Regions from separate parts of the Mus musculus genome. Here region 1 is linked to region 2. Evidence: chromatin contacts called from public promoter capture Hi-C data. All regions are on one chromosome and are shown on one strand. Each heading gives the region's core, a stretch centred on a gene start, on an enhancer-like site or on the middle of the called end of the contact. The rest is flanking DNA. Distances are from core to core; before and after follow the strand shown.

Region 1 (6,265 bases), core at 476-2,975, 540 kb after region 2:
TCTAACTGCTTCACCGTGGTCACTGATGCTCTGATACCAGCCCATTTCCTGCCAGGGCTCTTTCCCACAGGAGACACGCTGAAAAGGGTTGGCAATAGGAGATTGGGGGCCATGCGTGAGGTCAACTGCCCACGGCAAGGATGACGAGTGAGGTCAACTGCCCACGGCAAGGATGAAGGAGGCGCCAAGCCATCCAGAGTTACGCTAGTCTAGTATCTCTCAGATTCGTATTCTTCTAAGAGATAAGAAATCAGACCAATCGAAACACCAAACACCCACATCGACCCCCCCTACCAATTTCCTGATTTGCATTTACTACCCTACCAGCAACCCCACCCACTCCTGCCATATGTCCCAAAGCCCACATTCCACACAAAGCCCAGATTCCAAGCAAAACCCACCTGGTTTTGCTTCAAATTCTTCCCCCCTGAGAAGCACTCTGGGTTATAATCTTCCCGGAGAGATGGATGGCCAGAGTCGGTTCCTAGGCTTTCAGGGTCCCCTAGGAGATATGGACCATATGAACAGAAGTCTGTAGAATAAGGATTAAGACTCATCAACCTTCCTTTCTCTTTCCTGGGATTTGCCATCTCCTCCCATTCAGGGTGAGGGGTGGGGCAGGAAGGCTGGGGAAGTGGGGAGAGCAGGTGGCCCTGTGGGGGCAGAAATGTGACATAAGGATCTCAGATGGTTTGGATGTTTGACCAGATCCTAGGGAGAAACTGCATGAATATATACCCACAAACCCGACATTCCATTTTTAAACTTTGGAGCCAAGTGTTCTGTAGCCAGCAGACCTTTGGAGGGTGTGTGTATGTTAAAGAAAGGCACAAGGAAAAAAACCCAAAAAGATGGTTTGTAACCCCACACACTTATTTTCCATGGAAGTCAGGAGACATGACCTGGGAACACTTCGGCAATGGCAGATTAAGATCTTCCCCTCCCCCAACAGCAAGCAGGCTTGTTTTTCCCTCTCTGCAGCCCAGGATGTCCTCTGCACCTCATCTGTAAGTTTTCAGTGCCTCGAGACCCCAGGTCTCTTTCATCCTAGTATTAACTTCAGGTGGGCTTCTAGACAGTCTTCGTAGGGTCTAAGGTGATCTGACCTCCATCTACGGCCAGGAATGGGGAAGGATTCCCAGTGTCTGATCATCCCCAGAACACGACTGCCCAGGGAGCCTACTGATGACATCCTAGCCATTGCCATCTCGAGAAAAGCTCTCTTCTTCATGGGACAGGAAAGGTGTGCGGTGTCCACCACCTGAAGAGCAACGTCTTCATTTCTTCCTCTTCCCTCCAAATAACTCCAGTTCTTCCGACCACAGTTCTTGGGCATGCTGTGACCCCTTTCAGTAAGATCCGAGCACCACATTATCTTGGAGTACTCCACCTCCCTCTAGAGAGCGCTGGCCAGTACAGGGGGCTTATCTTTTGGAAAGGGGTCTGTCGGGGAGAAGTCCCTCTGGGAGCAGCTCCACCCAAACCCCTCTTGGCTCAGAAATAGGGGCCCAAACCCCAAGTCCCACAACTCAACTCACAGAGCCTGGAGAGAAGAGTAGCCAGCAGCAGGGACCCTTGGGGGTTGGCGTCCATGTCCCTGACACCATCTCCCCCAGTACCCTAGGTTCCCTCTGAGATTGGGAGCCGCCGACACTGCTGTTTCTCCTGAATGTAACGGCAGCTCAGACTAGGACTTGGTATCTGTGTCATCCCCACTTCCCAGGTTCCCCTGCTCCTCTCTCGTTTCTATGGCAACCAGTCTGGCTACAGCTCCACAGCGTCCCCCTCCCTTTCCCAGTCCTGGGTACCACTCTGGCTAATCCACACGCCACAGCTATTTTTAGCCAAAGTCCTTCCTCCTGGACACGGAGAGTCATCTCCTCACCTCTTTATAGGGACGAAAGCAAGTGTGTGTGTGGGGGGACTGGTGTGCTCCTCATTCTGGGAAAATAGAGGCATTGGAAATAAAATATTTGATTTCAGAGGCCATCTGGGAGTTTGCAGTTCACAATCCCCAGCAGGGACCACTGGGCAAAGGTGCTGCCCTCCAGACAGCGGACAGAAGGACCAGGCCCAGCGTGACAAGGCTGCAATTTTTTTAAGAGACCTCTGATGCAGAAGGCAGCAGACAGAGAGAAAAAGGTCTGCAGAGGTAGGGGCTAGAGAAGCAGGGCCAGAGGCTCCGCCATCGTCATCACCACCACTGATATACCTGTGACCCGAAGAGGTCCCTTCACTTCTCTGAGCCATAGTGATTCTGTCTGTCTCAGAGTGTGGGCGTGGGCAAACAGCCCTCTTCTGCTGGCTTCACCTGGGATGCAGATCAAATTAGGTGATGTAAATAAAAGAGGTTTGAGATGTACTTTGCTCATAGCAAAAAGTTGAGAAAACCCTCAAATGTCCAACAGAGAGAGAGAGAAGTCTAGGCTAGCTCTTACCATCAACCCAGCAGACTTAGGGGGCTCAAACACCACATACTGGGCTAGGTAGAGGCGATTATGAAATGAACAGGTCCTTGCCCAGCAGCAGCCTATGATGCCATCAGTGGAAAGACACAGAGTTGCACAGGTCTGCTGCTACATGCTCCTACTGCTAATCCATCCAGCAGAATCTCATTTAATTTCTGTGACAATCCTGTGAGACAGTTATCCCTTTTTCTATTTATGGATGAGGAAAACAGAAAAAGTAGCCTATTGAATTCCAGAGTTGGACAGAGATTGGGGAGTCACGTGTCTTGTCACTGCCCTGGCTCTTCATTTAATGTTTTTGGGTGTTTTTTGTTTTTGTTTTTGTTTTTGTTTTTGTTTTTGTTAGGTGTTCCCCACCCCCAAGACCAGGTCTTACTGTCTAGCCCAGGTTGGCTCCACTTCCTCGGTGCTGGAAATATAGGCATGCATATTTAAAAGACTTTTTCAAAGAGTACTTTTAATTGTACAGCAAGAGAAGAGCCTGGGAAGATGGCCCAGTCAGTTAAGTGCTTGCCCTACTGATGAGGACCTGAGCTTGGGTTCTCAGCACCCGTGTAAATGCAGGATGTGGTGGCAAACACGTGGAATCCCAGCTGAGAAGGCAGAGACATGAGGATGCCCAGAGCTCACTGGCCAGTTAGCCCCAACAAACTGGTGAATTCCAGGTTTCATGAGGGACCCTGTCTGAAAAACTAAGGTGGAGAGTGATATAGGAAAACATCGACTTCAGACTTCTGTGTGTACGCACGTGTACATGCACACACATACACACAAAGATGTATACATACACACAAACACATATAAACTGAGAGAAGGCACTAAGAGTTTCCACATGCCTTCTGCCTGGCATACACAGTTTCCTCTACTCTAGACATCTCCAGTGAGAATAGTAGCTTGTTTACGACTTACAAATCTAACTTGGCACAGCATGATCACTGGTTTCTAGTTCACATTAGGACTTTCTCTCGGTGTGGTTTCTCTTGCTGTAAACCCAGAACGGCCACGAGGATGTGTATCCGCTATGATGGTGTGGCCGATACTTTCCTCTCTGCTACCCCCAGCCATCCACTCTCCCCTTAGCCTTTGGCAATCTCTGATTTTTTAAAAACCTGTTTCTGTGGTTCTGCCTTTTCCAGGATGCCATGGGGTTGGAATTATACAGTATGCAGCTCCTTGGATTGGCTTCTTCCACTTGTGCATTTAAGGTTGCTTCATGTCTTTTTTAGCTCCACAGCTCATCTCATTTTGGTACTGAATGATGGTCCACGGCCAGGAAGTACCACAATTCATTTGTCCATTGAGCCACTGAAAGTCATTTCATTTCCAGTTTTTGCCGATTCCAAATAAAGTTGCTACAAACATCTGTGTGCAGGGTTTTTATTTAGACAAGTTTTCAGCTTTTGGGGGTGCGGTAAATACCAAGGAGTATGGTTGCAATATCATATGGAAAGAGTATGTTTAGTTTTTCAGGTGACTGCCAAACTCTTCCAGAGCGACTGTACCATTTTGCAGTCTCACTGGCAACACATTCGCGTTCCTGTTGCTCGGCATCCTTGCCAGCATTTGGTACTGTCAGCTCCAAGAGCTCTGCATCACCGCAGGGATGTGGTATCTGTAGCATTCAGTATAATAGGTTACTGTGCAGCCATTGCCATTGCTATGTTATGTATGCGAGTGTGAATGTACGCAGTGCTGCTACATAAAAAGAGGAACAAAAGCCAGAGTTTCAAGACCAGCCTGGGCTGAGGAACACATCAAGTCCAAAGCCAGCTGTGGTCACATGAGAAAGTTGTCTTGGAAAGGAAGGAAAGAAGGGAGAGAGGGAGAGAGGGGGGAGGAAGGGAGGAAGGGAGGAAGGAAAGAAGGAAGGAAGAAGAAAGGAAATCAAGACATAAAATATCTGTACAAGGGGGCTGGAGAGATGGCTCAGCAGTTAAGAGCACTGGCTGTTCTTCCAGAGGTCCTGAGTTCAATTCCCAGCAACCACATGGTGGCTCACAACCATCTGTAATGGGGTCTGATGTCCTCTTCTGGTGTGTCTGAAAACAGCTACCATGAACTTATATACATAAATTAAATTACTAAAGCTATAAAAAATAAATTCAAGCTGGTGTTATTACTATTGCCAATATTGTTATGCACAAGATATTTTATATCCAATCCCCTAAGCCTTAACACTGCAAGAATACATAACTAGAAAGAACAGGAAGAAACAGCACAATAGAAGACTAGAAGTTTCTGAAATGTGCTCACGAGCTATGACAGGTGTGTGGGGTAATACAAGCTTCAGAGGCAATGACTTGAGTTCAAATCTTACTCTCTGATAGCAGATGCATGGCTTTGAGCAAATAGCTTCATATAGTCTCCTTTTCTTTCTTTTCTCCCTCCTCCCCCTCCACTCTTTTCTTCCCTCCTCCCCCTGCACTCCTTCCTTCCTTCTTTCCTTCCTTCCATTCTTCTTTCCTTCAATCTTTCTTCCCTTTTCTTTCTTTCATCTTTGTTTCTTTCTTCCTTCCTTTCTTTCTTTCTTTCTTTTTCTTTCTTTCTTTATTTCTTTCTTTCTTTCCTTCAATCTTTCTTTCCTTCAATCTCTCTCTCTCCTCTCTCTCTCTCTCTCTCTCTCTCTCTCTCTCATCTTGTTATGACTCCCTAATGGGCCAGGAGTTCAGTACATAGTCCAGGCCAGCCTTGGACCTGCAGTGGATCCTTCTGCCTCTGCCTCCCTGGTTCTGTGTCTACAGACATGAGCCACTATGTTTGGAAAATGTTAGTTTTTTAAATCTAAGAGATGAGACTAGCCATGTTATATTGCTAGCTTTTCATTACTGTAACAGAACACCCAAGTCACACTTAAAAGAGGAGGAATCCAGTCCAGGGTTGTTTGTCTCCATTCTTCTTGGGAATATGAGATCCGGCATTGTGGTAGATAGCAGGGGAAATCAGATTTCATGGAGAGTGGAGAGGTGAGGAGTAGGGAGAGAGAAGAGAAGAAGGGGAGTGCAAGGGAGAGGAAGAAAAGAGAATGACAAGGAGAGAATAGGAGGTGACTTCCTTCTAGAGCAGTGGTTCTCAACCTGTGGGTCGTGACCCCTTTGGCAAGCCTCTAAGCTCCAAAAATATTTACATTATGATTCATAACAGTAGTAAAATTACAGTTATGAAGCAGCAACAAAACTAATTTTATGATTGGGGGGCCACCACAACATAAGGAACTGTGTTGAATGAAGGGTCACAGCATTGGGAAGGTTGAGACCCACCTTTGAGAGCACACCACTGGTGACCTACTTCCTCAGACAGCTTTCACCTCCTTACAGTCCACCGCTTATCTCCTCATCAAACAAAGTCGCCATCAACAAAAGTCACCTCTCAATAGCACCACACGCTGGGGCTCAAATCTCCAATACCCGAGCCCTTGGGGGAGGGGTGTTTCATATCAAAACCACAATAAATAGTATCTACTTCATGAGGATTATTTATTTAAAGCCTGACATTGTGTTTTTCTCTTTCTTCTTTTTCCTTCTCCTTGCCACTACTACTGTCATTGTCCCTGTCACCATCACTATTACCATCACCGCCACCATCACCATCATCTCAGGAGACCCTGTCCAGCAGGGGCTGCCCTCTTCTGTTCTGGAATCACCCAGCACGACCTGCAGAGGGCTCTCCTTGTCCACTGACCTCTCTCCAATCCTCTTGGCTGTTTCTTGTTATTCCAAGTGGAAATATCAGGTTTTTGCCCGAGATTGGCATCAATAGTGCTGTTAAAGCCCCAGTCAATATCCCTGTCTCCTGGGCCT
Region 2 (7,226 bases), core at 2,512-5,011:
TATATTGGTGATGAAACAGGCCTCAGGGGGTATGAAGGACTCTCTGAGGTACACAGTTATTAATTAGTACACATGGTGCCGAATCCCTCTGTCTGGCTTGTAATACCATCATTTAAAATGGTTTGCATTGCAAAGATAATGGTGGGAAAACACGGGTTATAAGCTCAGTGGGGTGGCATCGACCACACGAGATGCTGAAGTCTTGAGGAGAGGGCAGAATGAGAATGGGATGTTCAGGAAAGGTGACACTGAGGAAGGAAGAGTGGCCTGAGCATTGGGGCCTGAGCAGGTGTGGTGGACTGCCGAAGCATCATCAGGAAGGGGAGTAGAATGTGGAAGGGAGATGGTGAAGAGATGGGTTGGCCACCCAAAGGGCCTTGGCTCTCCCGGGCATCGGAGACTATGGCTGCTTTCCTAGTGGGACTCCCATCTCCAGAGTCTATCAGAAACCTTGAACTCTACAGTTCTTGCCTTCCCAGCTGGGCCACTGATGTCTTCTAGAATGTTATATATACTTGTTTCCTCAACGTGAAACCAGTGGGTCGTGTAAACTTAACACTATATATAGTTCCTTTAGCCAATGATTCTATTAAAAAATATCCACCAATATATCCATACCTACCTTAAACAGCAAAGGGAAAAATTAGACTTGATTACACATCTTCCAAGTTAATGGCTGGATCGCCTCTCATATCTGGCTGAAGCCAGTCCCTTATGTCATAGGAGACAGGGAACAGAGTGATTTCATCCTCCTGAGATGCAGGAAAGAAAGGCATGAGCCTTAAGTTCCCACACTGGAGCCTCAGCCTGTGCTGTTGTCTATGAATAGGTGATTAGTATGGCTGCCAGCAGGAGACCTGAGGAGGCAAGAAAGGTGGATTTGGCAGGCAAGTCTCCATGAAAGCCAGTTGTCTGTTATTTTCCAGTTTTAGAGGCATCACCTTGGTTTTTGGTCTTTTTTTTTTCTGTAAATCTCATATGAAATTCAGAAGAAATATTATTGTTGGGAATGATATAAGTGTTTGAGGTGTTTGTTCTTAAATTAGTGTTTGTTATAGACTTCCTCAAGATACATATATTAGAAGAAAGAGGAACTCAAAATAGGAAGTGATTTGCTGGACCAACACCTACGCTTTGTGCATGAAGCTCAGGCTGTGGTCTCTGCTTCTTACCTTGTACTGGGAAGCTTTCTCTGAGCATCCCTGGTACTGACAGCAATGAATCTGACCCAATTAGACTCATGGTCAGACTTTCATGCATGTACATACACAAAGAGTTCTTAGCCACCATACACTCTTCAGAGTGTCATGCAGATCACACACTGCCTTCCTCATTTTATGTGTTATATGAAGCCAACTCTCTGCTTATCCTTGGTTGTTCATTCATTCATTTATTTGTTTTCAAGGCGGGGGTGGGATGGGTCTTGCGCCACAGCCCTTGAACTTTCAGCCCTCCTATTCGAGCCTTCTGAGTGGCGGGACTGGAGGCATAAGCTGCCAGACCTAGCTTTTCTCCTTTTCTTGAGCAAGACTGTTGCCGTTGGTGTTTGGAAGGGTTAAAACATGGTTTACTTGAGGAAGAGAACTGTCACTGCATTGAGATGCCTTGTGACTAGCTATATGCAGAGCCTAGGAAGAAAAGAACTCTTTCAAGCCCAGAAGAACGCTTCTAGTAGCTTTTGGGCTGGAGCTTTTACCAGATTTCTGTCTATATTTTCATCAGTTCTCCAAATATCCAAATCATGCTTGTAATACACTTAGTTCTTCCTTTCAATTTCTGAATGGGTCCCTCAAAGATTCAACAACCAGGAAGTTTATATTTATATATATTTAGACTTCTGTGAAGGGCGTTTTTAAACCCCCATTTCCTTCACAATCAATTCTATACAGTGCCCCTACATATTAGTGTTAATGCCTGACACGGCATTTGTCTCGCTAGTACCACTGGAGATTAGTGCCATTACTTAGAAAGCTGGTACTTTGAGTGGGCTCACTGCCTGTTCTGAATCTAGGAGTCTCTCTAACTCCCAGGAAGCCTGTCTTGAATATTTGGTCATGTTTCCTCTCCTATTGCCAGCTCTAGCTCTTGACTTTCTTCATGATGTTTCCTTGCTTATAAAATGGAAATAATTCAAGTATTCACCCCTTACAATTGTTCTGATTAAATACATTACAAGATTTGCTATCAAAATCATGTGACTGTAAGTACTTACAGGTGCCCAATTTTATGTTAGTGAGCCATATATCTTGTTGAGACAAAGGCTGGTTTTACAAAGTGGTATACTTGGTTCAAAAGGATTAAGCACAGTGGCTGAAGTAGAGAGAAAGCTACAAAATTTGGCTATGTGATTTCAAACCTCAGTTAGCTTTGCTAATTTAGAATAGGGTAACAATTGCCAGGAAACATTACATGTGTTTCTTTTGGTTTGGGTCTGGTAGGTTCAACATAGTTATTTGCATTGAGAGGCAATAATAGCACTATTGTATTGATTTTTTTTTAAGAAGAAAAGCATATTTCCTCCCCCTCCCTCCGCCCCAGTTGTCTCATGGGAGTAGTTTGGGGCATAGGGACAAGTGCACGGGACCATCATATCCCTTTTACCAAAAATGGGCACATAATACATTAGAGATTTTAAAATGGAGGAGCAGGACAAGAGATTGGCTTAGGAGAGACACCAATATGCTATTTTTAGACAAGGAAAAAGAAAGCATTTTATTTAAAAACATCTTTGTGAAATTAGAAATGGGAGAGACAGGGCTAATAAGTAAAATGATGGTAAGGAGGTAGACATGGAAATCTTAATGCTTTAAAGCCATCTCTAAAGCCATGCAAACAAGCATCTCCCCAGGGAGACAGATACTGAAACAGAGGCTCCCCTCTTTTCCGGGTGGGGTGAGGCTCACTCCCTTCACTTCTGGGTGGAGTATTTTTAAACCCACAGTGCATTTGCTATTGACCTTTAACTGGTTTTTTTGTTTGTTTCTTTGTTTTTCAGAATCGAGTCCATGGATGCAATATACTCTTGTACCACTGGGGGTCGTTATAATCTTCATCCTGGTTTTCACGGCAATAATAATGATGAAAAGACAAGGTAGGCTGTCTTGTAAGAAGGGTCTTCTTACTGGGCTCAACAGTGGTAGGTGGAATAGATTTTATGCAAGCACAGACTCTTGTATACAGACAATAAGATCTTGTATGCTGTCACTCTATTCACAGGCTCAATCTTACTACTTTAGCTTTCTGGCTGGGAGCCCTGTGAAAAAGAATAAGATCCTCTTGAGATCTTGTCCAGTTCAGTGCAATTCTAGTCTCTTGAGATCCTGTACCAGCTTAAAGGAGTCGGTAGAGGAAAGAGCCACAAGTGTCTAATGTAGAAGACATTGTGCAGATAATTTAAACTCAGCACTGAAGTTTGACTTGTGCAGAAGGCTAAAGGAATCAAAACAGGAGGTACAGCACACTGAGATTTACCAGGGAACAGGATTCAGAGGACTCTTAGATCCAGCCATGAAACGTGTCCCCGGGTAGGCTAAAAGCAGCAAGACTGTGATTCTAAGTTTAAGCACTTTGTATTTCTTCCCAGTTATCCTGTGATTCACTATCTCAAGGCCATATGCCCCCTCAGCCTTACTGACTACCACCCATCTTGATCAGAGCATCCTGACTCAGAGGCCCTGGTTGGCCTTCCTTCAATAGAAGGCAGAACATGATGCTCTTCCCTTCTCGTTGCCGAGCAGATGGCTCATGTCATTCTGAAGCCCGTAAATGTCATCCACATACAGTCTTCTTAGAAAAGCCCTTACCTCAGCACCTTGATGTTGGTTTTGCTTATATAAGATGTCGATTGCAGCATAGCCACTTACCTCTATCTCATTTCCTCCAGCGAAAAGTTCGCTGAGGCGGTGGGGGCGGGGTGTGTTATTCAGATAAAAATTCTGTTGAGAGGTAAGGGTTTGGGAGTGGGTCTACTTAGCCTTAGTAGAAAACAGTGAGATAATGTTAAGGCTAAGAAAGCAGATGGAGTTTCCCCTCTAGGCCAGCTAGCGAAGCTATACTGTTTTCCAACACATTCCACACGGTGTTCTGCTCAGCACATGGCTGAACTCTAAGGGAGCAGTACTTCCCTTCCCCCCACACTCTAAAGCCCACTTCCACCCACCATCAAAACACATATCCACCTTTTTCAGGCATCATTATGCCTTGCAAACCTGTGCCAAAATCTACATTCAGTTGCTACGCCCTCCACAAAATATTGCTCAAGGGATTCTGTTGGCAATGTCTAGTGGTATCTGCTCCAAAATGCCTCCTGACTCTGAAGAGTTTTAGGTTGGTTCCCATCTCCAGGGGAATTTATGAGTTAAGAGTGTGGGCATTGGGTAGAGTGCAGTGAGACAAATCCATAGTAACAACTGCTTGCAAGTCTGAGGCAGGATGATCACTCCAACCCATGGGTTCTAGATCAGCCCTGAGCTACATAGTGAGACCCCATCCCCAAATAAGCCAATGAAAACGTGGGGCTTTGGCCTGAGACAGCATTCAAATGCACTTTGCCACCAATGAGCAGGGTAACCAAGCAAACTTCTCACCATCTGCAAAGCAAGGATATTATCCTCTTTGTGGTATTGCTGTGGTGACTGGCACAAACCAATACACAGCAGCACCATAGTGGTTTTCCTGCATGATGCATATGTATACGCATACATCTATAAACAGGCACATCTCTTGATGTGAGCAGGTAAATGTTTAAGTCTTAAGGCTAGCAGAGAACTATGCTGGAAGATTCTAGAAACAGTACTAACAGCGGGTCTAAAGTACTTGAAGCTACAGTCACATAAGACAACTTCTTAGACACACTTTTAATCCCATCACTCAGAAGGCAGAGGTAGGCAGATCTCTTGAGTTTGAAGCCAGCCTGATCTACAGAGTGCGTTCCAGAACAGGTGAGGCTACACAGAGAAACCCTGTCTCAAAAAATAAAAATTAAAAAGAAATATAAAGTCTCTCGTTTTACAACTACAGTATAACAATGCTAGTGCTACCTTTAAGGCTAAGGACTAGGGCTCAGGTCTTTTCCGTAACATCCTAAGACTTAGCTGACTTGGAGCCAAGTTGAGCTGGCTCCTGGAATTCTGTTTCAGAACTGAAAACGAGGAGGATGGAAGAAAGGGTGGGATGGAAGAGACAGAAAGAAAATCTAAATTATCTCGATTCAGTGGTCTTTTTGATCATTTGGGATTGTCCTACCAATTCTATATTTCGAGGAGAGAGCCTGCAAGGTTGAAAGTCACTAAAAACTTGAGTACAGTTTCAATTTGTACCCCTGACTGTACCTAAAGGGGACTGGACAAGTAGGTCTAACTTTGTAAACTCTAGTGGATTTAAAATGAAAGTATATCTTATAGAAATACTTTTTACCCTCCTCCTAGCCCCAACCCTTCTGAGAACCTATGATCCCTATCCTCCCATTCTTACTGTTCCATTCACTGTGTGTCTGCTAACTCTGACTCTCTCTCTCTCTCTCTCTCTCTCTCTCTCTCTCTCTCTCTCTCTCTTTCTCTGTGTCTGTCTCTATGTGGCTCTGTCTTTCTATCCTATCTGTCCCTGTCTGTCTCTTTCTGTATCTTTCTGTATGTGTCTGTCTGTCTGTCTTTCTGTTTCTTTCTATATCTCTCTGTATCTCTCTCTCTCTGTATCTCTCTCTCTCTCATACACACACACACACACACACACACACACACACACACACTATTCACTCATTCACTCATTGAGATTAGAACCATTGAGCATGCTATATCCACAGAGGAAAATCACCCACTGACTTCGCTAGAATTCCTTGAACTTCCCCAGTGACTGCCCATTGTTTCCTCACCAAGAACCACACCCGAGATCAGTTCTTCCACCACACTCACAGCACAAGACTAGGCATTTCTCTTCCAGCCTTCTTGGAGTGTACTTCTTGGAGCTATTCTCTCAGCGATAGGCTCCCAGCTTTTGAAGAGGATAAATTAATCGACTTTAGTAACTTTACTCTAAAAACGATGGCTTCTTCTGGGCTGAGCTTCCATATTCGGCCTAGATTTTGCAACAGTTCCCTGCTAGTCCTCCACAGGTCAGGCCTTCCCACATGCTCGCTAGTGCATGCTGCATGCAAGAGGAGCAGTTCACTGTTAGAAAAACTATACACAGCATGAAAAGCCAAAAAAGAGAAAAACCTATAAAATATAACCAATACTAAAACTGTACCACCCAGTATTTAAACAAATTACTATTAAGTAATAGTATCTCAGTTTCACTGTTCACACAGTTCAAGTACTCGCCTGCCACTTGTGACTATTAGCCTACGCAGAGGGACTATCGGTGTTGTCACAGAAAACACTATATTGCCCAAAGATGGACATACAGGAAGCCTTTTAATTGATTACTTCTGGGAATGAAATGGGGTTGGTTAATGAGGGAGAAGGAGTTATAAGTTATAAACTTATATGTTTCTATCCTACTTGAATCTTTATGGTGAGGAGTTTCTTTGTAACTTAAAATGAAAAATTGAAGTGTTGGCTAAGAACTAAAATGTTTAACAACTCATTAACGTACAGAGACCTCAGGCCTTGAGCTAGTTTTCTATGAGTGTAAGAGTGGCAATGCTGAGTTGTTTTCTGGACACTTCCAAGTGGATCATCTCCCTATGTCACCATCCCACACACACACAGCAAGCTCTCCAGAAATAGATAGAGCTGTGAGTGAAGACAGCTGGAGAATAAAAGCCATGCTATAAATACTAAGCTGTGACCTCAGGAAACCTAGAACCCTCTTAGGAGAACAAATAACACACAGAACTAAAGATTAAAGCAAGGGAATATCACAACAAAGAAATGGCGCCCAAAGCTGGAAGTCACAGTATCTGCTCCAATCCTGGCACTTGCGAGGCTGAGGCAAGGAGGATTTTGAGTTTGAAGACAGCTTGGGCTGTAGAATGAGGGTAAGGAGTGAGGTAGGGGAGAAGTAGAAGAAGGAAGAAGAGGATGGAGGAGGAAGAGAGAGGGGCAGAGGTGTTGAGAAGAAAATGCTCAGCACATATTGGTCACTTGCTATCTGCTGGAGTAACTGATGTAGGTGCTTTGCAAGTGTTGTCTTATTTGGTTTCTATAGTAATCCTATGAAACAGGCATTTCAAATTCCATTTGCTAGATAGGGATAGAGGTCTAGTTACAGAGGCTGGGAACTTGTGC

The links. Promoter capture Hi-C pulls out the DNA fragments that hold promoters and counts their contacts.
Region 1: a contact with region 2 is called in a promoter capture Hi-C map of hippocampal neurons, with 2.3 times the contacts expected there. The contact joins the promoter of Kcnj9 here to the enhancer-like site in region 2. A contact is called at or near these places in 8 of 39 promoter capture datasets (the 3T3-L1 cell line, the C10 cell line, the HPC-7 cell line and 4 more) and 1 of 115 datasets of contacts at active chromatin or transcription factors (stem cell-derived neural progenitor cells).

What each region holds. Positions count from the first base shown.
Region 1 is chr1:172,327,597-172,333,861 of GRCm38.p6, forward strand. It overlaps Kcnj9 (potassium inwardly-rectifying channel, subfamily J, member 9), which reads right to left and starts at 1,726. Exons shown (of 4, transcript NM_008429.3): 1 at 1,539-1,726; 2 at 402-502.
Region 2 is chr1:171,784,945-171,792,170 of GRCm38.p6, forward strand. Slamf1 (signaling lymphocytic activation molecule family member 1) reads left to right here. Exons shown (of 7, transcript NM_013730.4): 4 at 2,996-3,091. Among named protein-coding and RNA genes, the nearest start is that of Slamf1, 21 kb to the left of the region's middle. Within about 2 kb of position 3,762, at least 50 of the 459 cell types and tissues checked have an H3K27ac peak or open chromatin away from gene starts, as enhancers often do. A contact at or near this core is called in hippocampal neurons, where this site is marked.